Regions from separate parts of the Salmo salar genome. Here region 2 is linked to region 1. Evidence: chromatin contacts called from public Hi-C data. All regions are on one chromosome and are shown on one strand. Each heading gives the region's core, a stretch centred on a gene start, on an enhancer-like site or on the middle of the called end of the contact. The rest is flanking DNA. Distances are from core to core; before and after follow the strand shown.

Region 1 (6,106 bases), core at 1,860-4,359:
AGCAAGACGTTGACTCAGTCAAGAGATAGCACAAATAATTTTCTCTTTTGTGTTTAATGTCAGTGTTATCTCTTCGCTTTTCCAGTATATGATAAGCCAAAATTGGAGCCGGTTATCCGAAAGCCTTCCTCTCCCGGGATTGGACAACCAGAACCTTCTATGGCGTGGCGAGAGGCCAGTGCACCTGTAACTGCCCCATCACCCCCTGTAGAAACAGAGCTTCCCTCTCCTGCCCCAGTGATGGTGGCGCCCATCCCTGCCCCTCGTCCTGTTGCCAGCCCCAACCCCATTGAGCAGCCCTCTGCAGTGGAGCCTGCTACTCCCACTCCCTCTGCAGCTGAGCCCAAGACCCTGCCTCCCACGACTCATTCCCAGACCCCAAACACAGTGGAGCCTCTTCCAGAAGCCGCACACACCCTGGCTGCTTCCCCCACCCCCACCCTAACCCCAAAAGCTTTGAATGGCCATGCTGACACTGGGGCTGAGCTGGACACCCAGGCCCAGGAGCCCTCCCCCCTAGATCCCTCCCCACCCCAGCCCCAGGCTTCAACCCTGGCCTCCAGAGAAGACTGTAGTGAGGCTGTGCCCAGTGAGGTGAGAGCAGAGATCCCCCCTGCTGTCATGGACTCTATCGCACCCATCGCTGTAGTGCCAGTCACTCTGACCTCCAAACCTGCGCCTGCTTTTCCAGCACCTCCCCCTGGCCTTCCACCACTAGTGCAGGCCACAGCGGAGGCTAGCAAGCCCGCCGACACTAAAGACGTCCCTCTCAAAGCAGAGACAGAGGCATTCATAACACCAGACAACAAGCCTGAACCACAGCTACAAGCCCTCTCCAGAAAGAGTCCCACTACAGGTATGTACATAACCATGGGTACAGATGACCGTGTGAATGTCACATGGATGCCTGTGTGTATACTATAAATAAACTGTTAAATGTTGCTGCTGGACACAACTAAGACTGTCCACAGTTATAGAATCTGTTTCAAATGGGATCAGTGCTGAGCTCATCACAGTGCTTACACTAACAGCTGGAGTTCATGATTATTCTGAGAGAAAGGCCACTATTTTCCGCTAGTAAAAGTATCTAGTCATAGATTTTTTAGTGGGTGCAATTTTGGGTAAATCGTTAGCCTATAGCTGACTTTAACATGTCTTTGCTGTTGTTTTTGCTGCAGGATGTCAGACTGCTCCTGATGCACCAAAGACCTGGAAGAAACCAAATGAAGAGAGTCCTGTTGGAGATGCCCAACAGAGGGAGACTGAGGTAAGCAACAACCCTTCTTATTCACTCACTGCGGGGGAACAGGAGGAGGAGATGGAGGAGGGGAAGCATAAACAGAGTAGACGGAGAAAAGGGAGAGGGAGAGAGATTATATGGGGAATAGTTCAAATGGAAAATGTTGCCACATGTGTGGCGGTGGAACACAGACATGAATGACTTGAAGTGGTGTTATCGTCAGAGTACGTTGGCAAGGAGTTATCCATCATGATCAGTGTTCCCAGCCGACTCTGTGAAGGCAGCTCTGTCCCTCTATCTCACCCCCTCTGCTTCCCCTCCCTCCCCCAGGAGGAGCTCAAGCCTTTGGAAGAGGCTGCTGGAGACCAGGCCCTGCCACCCGCCAGGAGCTGCAGCACCTCTCCCCCACCCTTAGCAGCGCCCTCAGCCCTGGAGGCAGAGGAGAGGCCCCCAGCCCCTGAGGAAAACGGGGAGGCTGAGCCCATGAGGAACGGAGCAGGACACACCTCGGAGACGGAGAGCAGTGACAGCGGGGCCACCCCTGGGGACAATGAGGGCTCCACAGGAGCACCCCCAGACCTCTTCCAGGAAGGTAGGGGGTGCTTATTATTCATTAGTGTCTCTCGCTTAGTTCTCACTATCAACAGTCATACAACCTTTGCACAGTATGAGATGAGCAGGGCTGTTTTCCTCACCTCTCTCTTGTTGTTTCCTCAGATCTGGAGACTAATGGGAAGCGTCAGTACAAACGAGACTTCCTGCTGGGCTTTCAGTTCATGGCTGCCTGTACACAGAAGCCAGACGGGCTGCCTCAGATCAGTGACGTTGTGCTGGACAAGGTGTGTGAAGACTGGGCTGAGCAGAGCTTCAACCTAGTGGTCTGAATGAGTTAGCTGTGAGCAAGGCCCTAAACCCCACAATAAATATTCAGGACTGTAAATGGATAGTGTAAGATGTTAGCAAAGTAAGTTGCTTTTGAAAAAAGCTCTGAAGTGAAAGGGTTATTTGAATGGAGTAGCCTGATTTGATCCCTTTAGTAAATACATGGCCCAATGTCTTTTTTTTTTTTTATGTAGCTATTCATTATGAAATGATATGCTTCTGGTAAGTTCATCTCCCTCTGCTGCACTCTGACCGAGCCAATAGCGGCTAGCCCGTAGACATCCTGTTTTGATTAAAATCACATAGCTATTATGTCACACTTGGCAGTGTTGATAATTCAGCCCCAGAAAAGGAGCAATAGACTGGCAACGATTGATGTACAGTCCCTGGGAGTCATATTTTTCTCCCTGAGAAAATGTTCACTGGAGGAGAGTACTAAGGGAAGTCAACGACAGCTGAGAGCGCTGGAGTTGTTACCTCACAATGTTCCCTTCAGTCCTCCTTCCACATGTGGTTCTGACTTCACTCACTGCGCCAGTCACAAAATTAGTTAAACAGAATTTATCAAATGCATAGCTGATACACATAAAACAGCATACACAGTGAACTAAGACTAGGAACTAAGACTAGGATTGGGAATCCACCACCTCTCAGTGGGATGGAGCTGGGTCTGACCTCTCTCTTTCGCCCCAGTGGTAGGCCCGATTCCAGCCCCTACCTCAGGCACTTCATGTAGATCTGAAAGGAGGTGATAGATCTACGCAATATGGTAGTACCCCCCTACCTTACCCTCTGATAGGCTTGGTAAAACTTTCACCATATTGATTATACCTATCGTCCTTTCAGATCTCCACAAGTGCTTAGGGAATCAGGGCTAGTAGGGTGTTGTTTCTGGACCAGGCCACAGCCACTGCTCTCCCCATATGGCTAGGCCCACAGTGTTAAAGGATCACTGCTCCCCCTGCTGGTCAGCTGTCTCACTGTCCATCGCTCTCTCTCTCCCTGTCTCTCTGCAGATAAACCAAAACAAGCTGCCAACCCGGGCGGTAGAGTCCAGGGTGATCTCCCGAGGCCCTGACTTCACACCGGCCTTTGCTGACTTTGGCAGACAGATGAGTGGAGGACGCGGCGGAGCTGCAGTGAGTCACGCTCACTCCCAGGCTCACGTAATTACTACCCTTCCACCCGACACAAACACCAATCTCTTTCTCAAATAATGTCTCTTCTTTTTGTTACTTCTCTCTCGCTCACTGACTCGCTCTCGCTCGCACACACACTCACAGAATATTACTTCTGGTATGGTAATGAACAACAACGTCGCTGGGCTGGTATCATAGTGAGATAAATTAATCATGGGGAATGATTTGCATCCCGTTTGTTTACTAGGGATTACTCATTTCCCAAAGTCATACTCATTCAAGGAAAGTTGTGAATTAGACTTCAGCACACAAGTCTTGGTGATGTGTGTGGTGTTGGTGGCGAGCTGTAGAAGTGACGTGTTGTTCTGTCTTCTCTCTCCTCCAGCAGATGATGAACATGGGGAGTGGTGCCCGGCGGCCCCCGCCCAGGAAGATTATCCTGAACGTGTCGGCGAATGAAGAGGTGCAACTGAAGAAGGCTGAGAATGCCTGGAAACCAGGCATGAAGAGGGCGGGGCCATCAGATGACCCTGAGGTCATTACAACACAGGTAGGAGGAGCCAAACCTTTCATCTGACACCCAGACACACCTACACAGTCAAATCAAAAACACACACCCTACTCAACCACAAGATGTTGAGTTTCTTCTGCAGTGACTCCACACAGGAAAGAAATATTGTGACCAAGGAGTTGTCAAGAGACCGAAGATCAAATGAAGTGAGTGAATTCTCACATCAATAAATGATGAGGATGTTGTTGCCGTGCCAGGAGCTCTTCCGGAAGGTGCGCAGTATCCTCAACAAACTGACGCCTCAGATGTTCAACCAGCTGATGAAGCAGGTGACGGACCTCACCATCGACACGGAGGAGCGCCTCAAGGGCGTCATCGACCTGGTCTTTGAGAAGGCCATCGACGAGCCCGGCTTCTCTGTGGCCTACGGGAACATGTGTCGTTGCCTCACCACGGTATGTTAAGCTCAGCTAACTATTGTTTAGACATGATTATCTGTGGTTCCTCTAAATGCTGCTAATCAACATAAAAATATAAACTGTACATGGGTCCTCTTAAGTCCCATAAACATTCAGCAAAATGTCCTTAAAGGTATATTTCTGCCCCCCTTTCACTCTTTCTAGACCTTATCTCTCGTTCAATTCTCAGTTTTTCTTTACTCTGCTCTTTCCCCTATATCTCTGTACCTCTAACCAAATAGCTTATTACCTCTGTTATTCTCCAGCTCAAAGTGCCCATGACGGACAAACCCGGAACCACAGTGAACTTCCGCAAACTGCTGCTCAACCGTTGTCAGAAAGAGTTTGAGCGGGACAAGGTGGATGACGTGGTGTTTGAAAGGAAACAGAAGGAACTCGACTCTGCACAGGTACCTAAACCCCACACACACACACACACACACACACACACACACACACACACACACACACACACACACACACACACTACCCAGATCACCAATCTGTCTGTCACCTTGTAGTAGGGGAATACAGAGCAGAGAATTGTATGAGACTGATGTATTGTGAAGAGTTAGTGGGGGCTCATTGTTAGCTGTTGCTAGTTACTTAGTTCTGACAATCTACTCTCCATTTCCTCTCTAGTCCAGTGATCAAGAGAGACTACGGTTAGAGCTGGAGGAGGCCAAGGACAAGGCCCGCCGGCGCTCCATAGGGAACATCAAGTTCATCGGAGAGCTGTTCAAGCTCAAGATGCTGACAGAGGCCATCATGCACGACTGCGTGGTCAAGCTGCTGAAGAACCATGACGAGGAATCGCTGGAGTGCCTTTGCAGGCTGCTCACCACCATCGGCAAGGACCTGGACTTTGAGAAGGCCAAGGTGAGCCATGGGGAGGGAGCTTAAATGACTTCCAGCTGGTCGTTTGAGGAAGCCCCTGAGGCCTGGGAGGACGTGGGTGAGGAGACATCTCACTGCTCCCTCGCGCCTGCTGTTGTCTGACCTGTTTTAACCTGCTCCTGGCCAAAGGAAAGACTCCTACACACGTACCAGTGTTCACCCTCTTTGGGCTCTACCAGAGTTTTAAGACTCTCTGTGGTCCTCATATTTACAAATGCTGTAATTGTGTATATCTGTCACATTTAACACTGAGACAGGAAATCACATTTAGTAGTCTGTGTTTTATAGGCTAAGAAAAAAGGCTTTTGTTGTACCTGCTCCCAAACTGCTCAGTTTAGTTTGAGGCAATACTATATCACACTGAATTGCAAAATGGAGTGGAATGAAATGACATGAGAGCGTCTGGCTGTCCACTGGAGTGAATAGTGAGAATTTTGTATTCATACATCACTTTGCAATGACCCTTCATCTCTCTCTTTCTTGTCATAGCCTCGCATGGATCAGTATTTCAATCAGATGGAGAAAATTGTTAAGGAGCGGAAGACATCGTCCCGGATACGGTTTATGCTGCAGGACGTGATAGACCTCCGATTGGTAAGTGTGTGTGTGTGTGCATACTCGAGCCTTGTGGTTGTGTGCTGTCTGTGCAGCTCAGCTCACCAGTGAGGGTTCTTTTTTTTTTTTATTACAACAAATAGGAGAAAACAAATTCTCATTTTCAGTTATTCACGCGGGCTCCCTGAGCAGACCAGTAATTCACTCTGAGGAAGAAAACAACAGACTGTAATCAGTTAGATTTGGGCATAGAATAAAAAATTCTGCATGTATAGCCATCAACAAAATACTGCTGTGCCATTGGGGCTCCTTGACTGTAGGCTAATTGTGTTGTACGCAGTTCAGTAATTAAAAACACCAGATTGTCTCTCTGAGGAAACTCATTTACATGTACATTTTAGTCATTTAGCAGACGCTCTTATCC
Region 2 (6,106 bases), core at 1,950-4,449, 91 kb before region 1:
TTTACACATGCTCTAAATAAGCATTATGTGCTTGAAAGAAAATGGTATTTCACAAAGTCTTGAAACTGTGTGCGATTGAGTCCTGTTACTTTGATATTAAAACAGACAACGCAAGTCCTACAAAATGTGTGTAAAATATGCTAAAGTTGAGCTCATACAAATCTGCTAGCTGGTCTCTAAGGAGAGGAGAGGTTTTACCGTGCCACATACGCAGGTCTATCCTCTGAGTGAAGCTCAGAAGTGGTCGGGCCCACCAATCGGCAGCACACTAGCCAGCCTGCAGGTGAAATAGCAGAGCAGTGCCAGGACGGTGACCAGGAGAATGCCAGAGAAAAAGAGGGTCACCGCCATCGAGAGTCCATCTTGGCCCATGGTGTCAAGGAGAAAAAGTGTCCAGGTTTGAATTCGTATAAAAAAGAAAGACAGATGTTTCCAGTTTCACCTGCCAGCTCAGTACCTGAGCTCTAGGGGGTGAGTCCCTGTACAGGGTTCAATCTGTTTGAGTGGATCTGGGATTAGCTCAGGGCTCAGTGACACAGGCTACTCCATTCTGGGATAACACTTACCTCAGACACATTCCCCCAAACAGATGACTTTGGCCATCCAAAATGTGATAGAAAAAGAAGAAATAAATCCAGTTCAACCAATGTTGTGTTCCAAATGGCATGTTTTGATCCTTTTCTTTTAAAAACTCTGGGTTTTGGCATTATCCTAGGGTATGCTGTACACTGCTACTGGTTCGATCCCGGGCTGTATCACAACAGGCCGTGATCGGGAGTCCCATAGGGCGGCACACAATTGGCCCAGCGTTGTCCGGGATAGGGGAGGGTTTAGCCGGGGTAGGCCGTCATTGTAAATAACAATTTGTTCTTAACTGGCTTGCCTAGTTAAATAAAGGTTAAATAAAAATAAAAGACAGAATATCTATGGTGATATTGTTAATGTCTCAGTGTCTCTAGCACTGGTATTCTTTCCCCCTCTGAACTACCATCGCCTTGTTGAGGAGATGATAAGATGTAATGCCTGTATAGCTTATAAAGGCTCCATAAATATCTGCATAAGACCATACAATGAGTTATTCATTCAGTCATTAGATAAGGCATGTACAGGAGAAATTGTAGATGAGATGATATCATCCTCTCCTAAGTATATGCTACACATTCCACTCCATTAGTGTCGACTCAAACACAAATCACCTTGGAAGATAAGTATGGCCATGTCTAGGGAGCAATGACTGTCTAATATTTGCAGTTGGTTCAAATAAACCCTGACAAGAACAAAGGCTTGCCATGTGTTTTATTTGTATCTGTTTACCTGTAAAATGTGAGCGTGTCCAACCAATTGAGGTATTGTGCGTAGCATGTGTATTAGTTATTTTCTAGAGAAATAGTATCTGTTGTGGATTCTGACATGTATTTTACTATGGTTGAGCACTCACTACTAGTTGACCTTTATAATGATGAAAATGAACATCCAACAGCATAGGATACAAACCAAAATGAATTAAATTGGCTGTATGTCTAGATACGTGATTTAGTGTGGTGATGTGAAAACTTGCAAACAATCATCACAATCTCAAAAATCCCGAAATCAGATATTGGTACAAACGCTAATAAAAAATGTTTTTACCAAAAGTAAGGTACGTATTGCTATTGTTGTATTAATGCTCAATCACGTGTTGGAAAGTTGAGTTCTACCTACAATAATCTGCAATCACAAAAACGTACAGAACAGCTACATTATAGCGTAATATAGCTTTAAGAAGATGGAAAGCGTTACACGCCATGAAACGATGAAGCGGATTGTTTAATTGCAGCGATTTTCCTGGCAATACAGCCAATTGCAATATTGTATTTTCATATTTTCTAAATAGCTTGCACGCGATAAACCATTGACATCTCCTGATATTCCAAAGTCTATTAGTGAAAAAGTTAAAGGAATAAACTTACTGCGGGATCTATTTAAGCTTCTTTAGCAAAAACACTTCTGTCCGTTGACAAACCACGTTCACCTTTTCATGTGTGTTCTTGAGGATCTTTTGACCATCCTTTTATAAGCCTATATGCTCTGTCTGGACGGCTGAGAATAGCGGTCGGTATTTCACCTCGATGGTGAGAATCACGCTATAAATAATGGCACCATAATATGAAGAGCTGGAGTGCCGCCTGTCGACCTGTTTCACTGTTGCATTTAGGCTACTCAAAATTATTTGTATTCAAGTTTTTCACGTTCATTTAAATCAGCCGAGTTCATTGTCAGCTTGTGAAAAACTGAAACATATTATAGGCCTACATACGTAATATAGAGGTTTATTAGCAGCTTATAAACTGTCATTAGTTCATTTATAGCCTAGTTTATAAATGCGTGAAAACAGTTGCTTGACAAATTGTGATAGTATATGACTGCGTTTAATGCACTATACTGACTTTTACAATTATTAGTCTATTGCAGTACAGCCATATTAACTCAGTAACTATGTGGCAAGCAGCTAAATAAGCACACATTTTCAACCAATGTATTATAACGGTTTATTACAGAATTATAAACTATGAATTAATAATTAGCAGTTTATAAACTAGATTATTTACATGCACCAATTTATCCTCAGTGATTTATGTTGTTCATTTTGTGTCCTTTAGATGTCACTAGAGACCAGCGACCATTAACAAAATGGTAACGTGACCCACGTTACCATTGAGGGAGTTCGATTAGGATGAACCGTGTTACACCGGGTTATGGCCCGTCATATGACCGGGCAAAAGCGCTTAGGTTGGAGCGCCCTTTACATATCAACAGGTGGGGTTAAGGGTTATTGGAAACTCATGTTGTTCTGCTCGAACAGTACTCTGCACCTCCTGGTCATATTGTCAATGTCAACCAGGCAGCACGATGCATCATTCAGAAACACACAACATGTATTTTCCTTAGGATAGGCATATGCTATCCTATGCTTGCTTGGGAAGGCAGATATCATGTGCATTTTGATGAAGAACAAACAACATTTTTATATATGAAACCTCAGAATCCTAAGTCATTACTCCATGTTCTTGACATACTTCAGTTTGTTTTGAACGGGGCACCCGACAAACCCTGGAAGCAGTCTGGTTTCAAAACGAATGTGATCACTTTTCACCCAGTGTTAACTCCGCTCATACGGGCACCGGGGACAGCTTAATCGAATCCTCTCCTTGGCTCCCTCTCATACAGGAAGGCTACACTACCTACCCTCTCTCTCCAAGTGTCCCTCACAAACAAACCCCAGTGTGAACCGGCAAACACTACTGGGATTATCTCACCACTGCCAACACTGTAGCAATTGAGGGGGAATAGACATAGCAGGACTTGAATTTACGTTTGAGGTAAGTACGCTATTACCGCAGAGCCTCACCTGCACTGACAAACAGGAAGGCTACAGCATTTGAACAGTATATTTCAATTAAGTATCAATAATTGCTTGGATAAAAGAATTTACTGAACTGAATAATAGTAGGCCTACTTAGTATAGGCACAATCTGAGTCCATCTGCTATTCCAATTCCTGTTAGTTTTATTACAATATATATTTTTTGTGTAAGAACAAAAAACTATTATAGCGAAGGATGATTACAAAGATTGGACCAGCCAGAGCCAAGATGTTGTTAACTTCTACATAACCATTAGGCCTAGTAGCATGGCACTCAAGGCTAACTTTCACAAATTTCCTGGGGAACTGTGAAAAAATTTGTGCATTATAATAATAATTATAATCCCATTGATCCTATTAGGCACTTGTTTGCTTTAGAAGCTTATTGCAGTTTCATTTTCTTTGATCTCCACACCTTAAGTGATTGCGCTGCATGTAACGAAATGTCCAGTCAACAATTCAAGTTCCTTAATCCTTCAACACTTGAGAGAATTGTGTAGGCCTGTGTGAACAAATTCTAATGAATTGCAGATAAACCACCCCTTATTGCTTTAGATAAATTATCTATCGCTTTATTTGCAAATCCTTGAAAATTGCATAAACCAAAACAGGTAGCAGTTGTAACCTAATTAGGGTAAATATACTTTAATAATGTACCTGGCTGTACCTACATGTAGGCTAAACTATCATGCACTGTAAACACAAAGGCATATTGTTTTGGTTCCTTAGTAAAGTGGGACCCTTTTTTCCGCAGGATAACTTTTTGCACATTAATTGCAACCACAAATCAAGTCAAACTTTCTAAGAAAAGGTAACAAAACATTTTTATTAAGACCCGCCCATTTCTCAAATCCTCTTGTTAGAAGGACGGAAAACCGTCGCTTCTCGTCCTGCTATTGGTCGGGCAAATGCTTTTCAAGGGTAACTTGTAAACTCAATATTTACAGTGAAGCTTTCGCCTTGTGTGGTGACACGACTGAAAATATAGTTAATATCGTTTGTAGCGTCTGGCAAACCAACAGCTGTCCGCTGAAGGCTTATGAGAGGACTGCATAGACAGAGTGAGCTGAAGTAATGGTGGTAAGAACCTGTTCCGTTTAAAATGTTTATTAATTACATACCATATGTTTATTACAATCATGTGTTGGCTGCCGTTGGTGTAAACAAGTACTCTACATTTGGAACATTTGACCATCTCTGTGCGATGACCCGATGCGTAACAAATGTATGGTGCTCAATTACAATGTTCACTGTTTACCACCATGACATGAGGTAGTGTTAAGTTGACCACATTTTAAAATACCCAAATGTGGGACAACAGGATGATTTTGCTGGACATTCGCAGTTTTGTCCGCATGATAAAATATTTTTTATTTCAGTTAAATCTCATATGTTTTTGATGTGACAATAACGTTATACTATGCTATTATAGGTATATTTGGTTATGTTATGTAGAATACTAATTAATCAGTATGTGATCTTCCAAGACATTGCTTCAGCTTTCTTCTAACTTTACTAAATGAGCACCATACAGCTCCCGCTGTACCGAACGAGCTACACTGAACAAAAATATAAACGCAACATGTAAACTGTTGGTCTCATGTTTCATGAGCTGAAATAAAAACATCACCGACATTTTCCATGAGCACAAAAATATTATTTCATTCAAATGTTGTGTACAAATGTGTTTACAGCCGTGTTAGTGAGCATTTCTCCTTTGCCAAGATAATCCATTCACCTGACAGGTTTGGCTTGTCAAGAAGTTGATTAAACAGCATGATCATTACACAGGTGCACTGTGTGCTGGGGACAATAAAAGGCCACTTTAAAATGTGCAGTTTTGTAACCAATGCCAAAGATGTCTCAAGTTTTGAGGGTGCATGCAATTGGCATGCTGCCTGCAGGAATGTCCACCAGAGCAGTTGCCAGATAATTTAATGTTAATTTCTCTGCCATAAACTGCCTTCAACGTAATTTTAGAGATTTTGGCAGTATGTCCAACCGGCCTCATAACCGCAGACCACGTGTAACCACGCCATTCCAGGACCTCCACATCTGGCTTCTTCACCTGCGAGATCATCTGATGGGGTAGTGCTGAGGAGTATTTATGTCTGTAATAAATCCCTTTTGTGGGGAAAAACTCATTCTGATTGGCTGGTCCTGGCTCCCCAGTGGGTGGGCCTATGCCCTCCAAGGCAACCCCCATGGCTGCACCCCTGCCCAGTTATGTGAAATGCATAGATTAGGGCCTAATGAATTTATTTAAATTGACTGATTTCCTTATGTGAACTGTAACTCAGTAAAATCTTTGAAATTGTTGCATGTTGCGTTTATATTTTTGTTCAGTATAATTGTATTGCACCTAGCCTACTCTTCCCTCGCGCAAAATATGGTGATGCAGAAACGAGAGCCCACATGTGCAGCTGTTTTATGAAAATCTAGTAATATGTGGCCAAGGAAACAGTTCTAGTTGGTCCCAGGGATTGAGACTTTTAAAACAGGCTTGAGTAAAGTAACACCAAATATGTTGAATGAGCAACTAATGAGCATGGAGAACCTCCCAAGTTTGACAAATTGACCTGCCTTTCAGTCTAATATGGCTATTTATTGAATTTTGTAGCTCTTCGTCATAAACCAGCTTTGTAAGTAGCTAGGCCTAACTGTCCTCTCCAAGTTTAGCTGGAATTTTCCCGAAAGGATTTGG

What was found. A called contact is a pair of places that touch in the nucleus more often than the background predicts.
Region 2: a contact with region 1 is called in a Hi-C map of muscle, with 2.8 times the contacts expected there. The contact joins the promoter of ece1 here to the enhancer-like site in region 1. A contact is called at or near these places in 2 of 3 Hi-C or Micro-C datasets (gill and muscle).

Annotation. Positions count from the first base shown.
Region 1 is chrssa22:22,815,589-22,821,694 of Ssal_v3.1, reverse strand. LOC106582990 (eukaryotic translation initiation factor 4 gamma 3) reads left to right here. Exons shown (of 36, transcript XM_014166664.2): 13 at 86-856; 14 at 1,179-1,267; 15 at 1,571-1,832; 16 at 1,958-2,079; 17 at 3,139-3,261; 18 at 3,647-3,811; 19 at 4,030-4,227; 20 at 4,497-4,640; 21 at 4,873-5,109; 22 at 5,617-5,721. Among protein-coding and RNA genes, the nearest start is that of LOC106582993, 13 kb to the right of the region's middle. Within about 2 kb of position 3,109, at least 1 of the 13 cell types and tissues checked has an H3K27ac peak or open chromatin away from gene starts, as enhancers often do. A contact at or near this core is called in muscle, where this site is marked.
Region 2 is chrssa22:22,906,328-22,912,433 of Ssal_v3.1, reverse strand. It overlaps ece1 (endothelin converting enzyme 1), which reads left to right and starts at 3,199. Exons shown (of 19, transcript XM_045705623.1): 1 at 3,199-3,359. ppb (Alkaline phosphatase) reads right to left here and starts at 2,006. Exons shown (of 12, transcript NM_001139976.1): 1 at 1,950-2,006.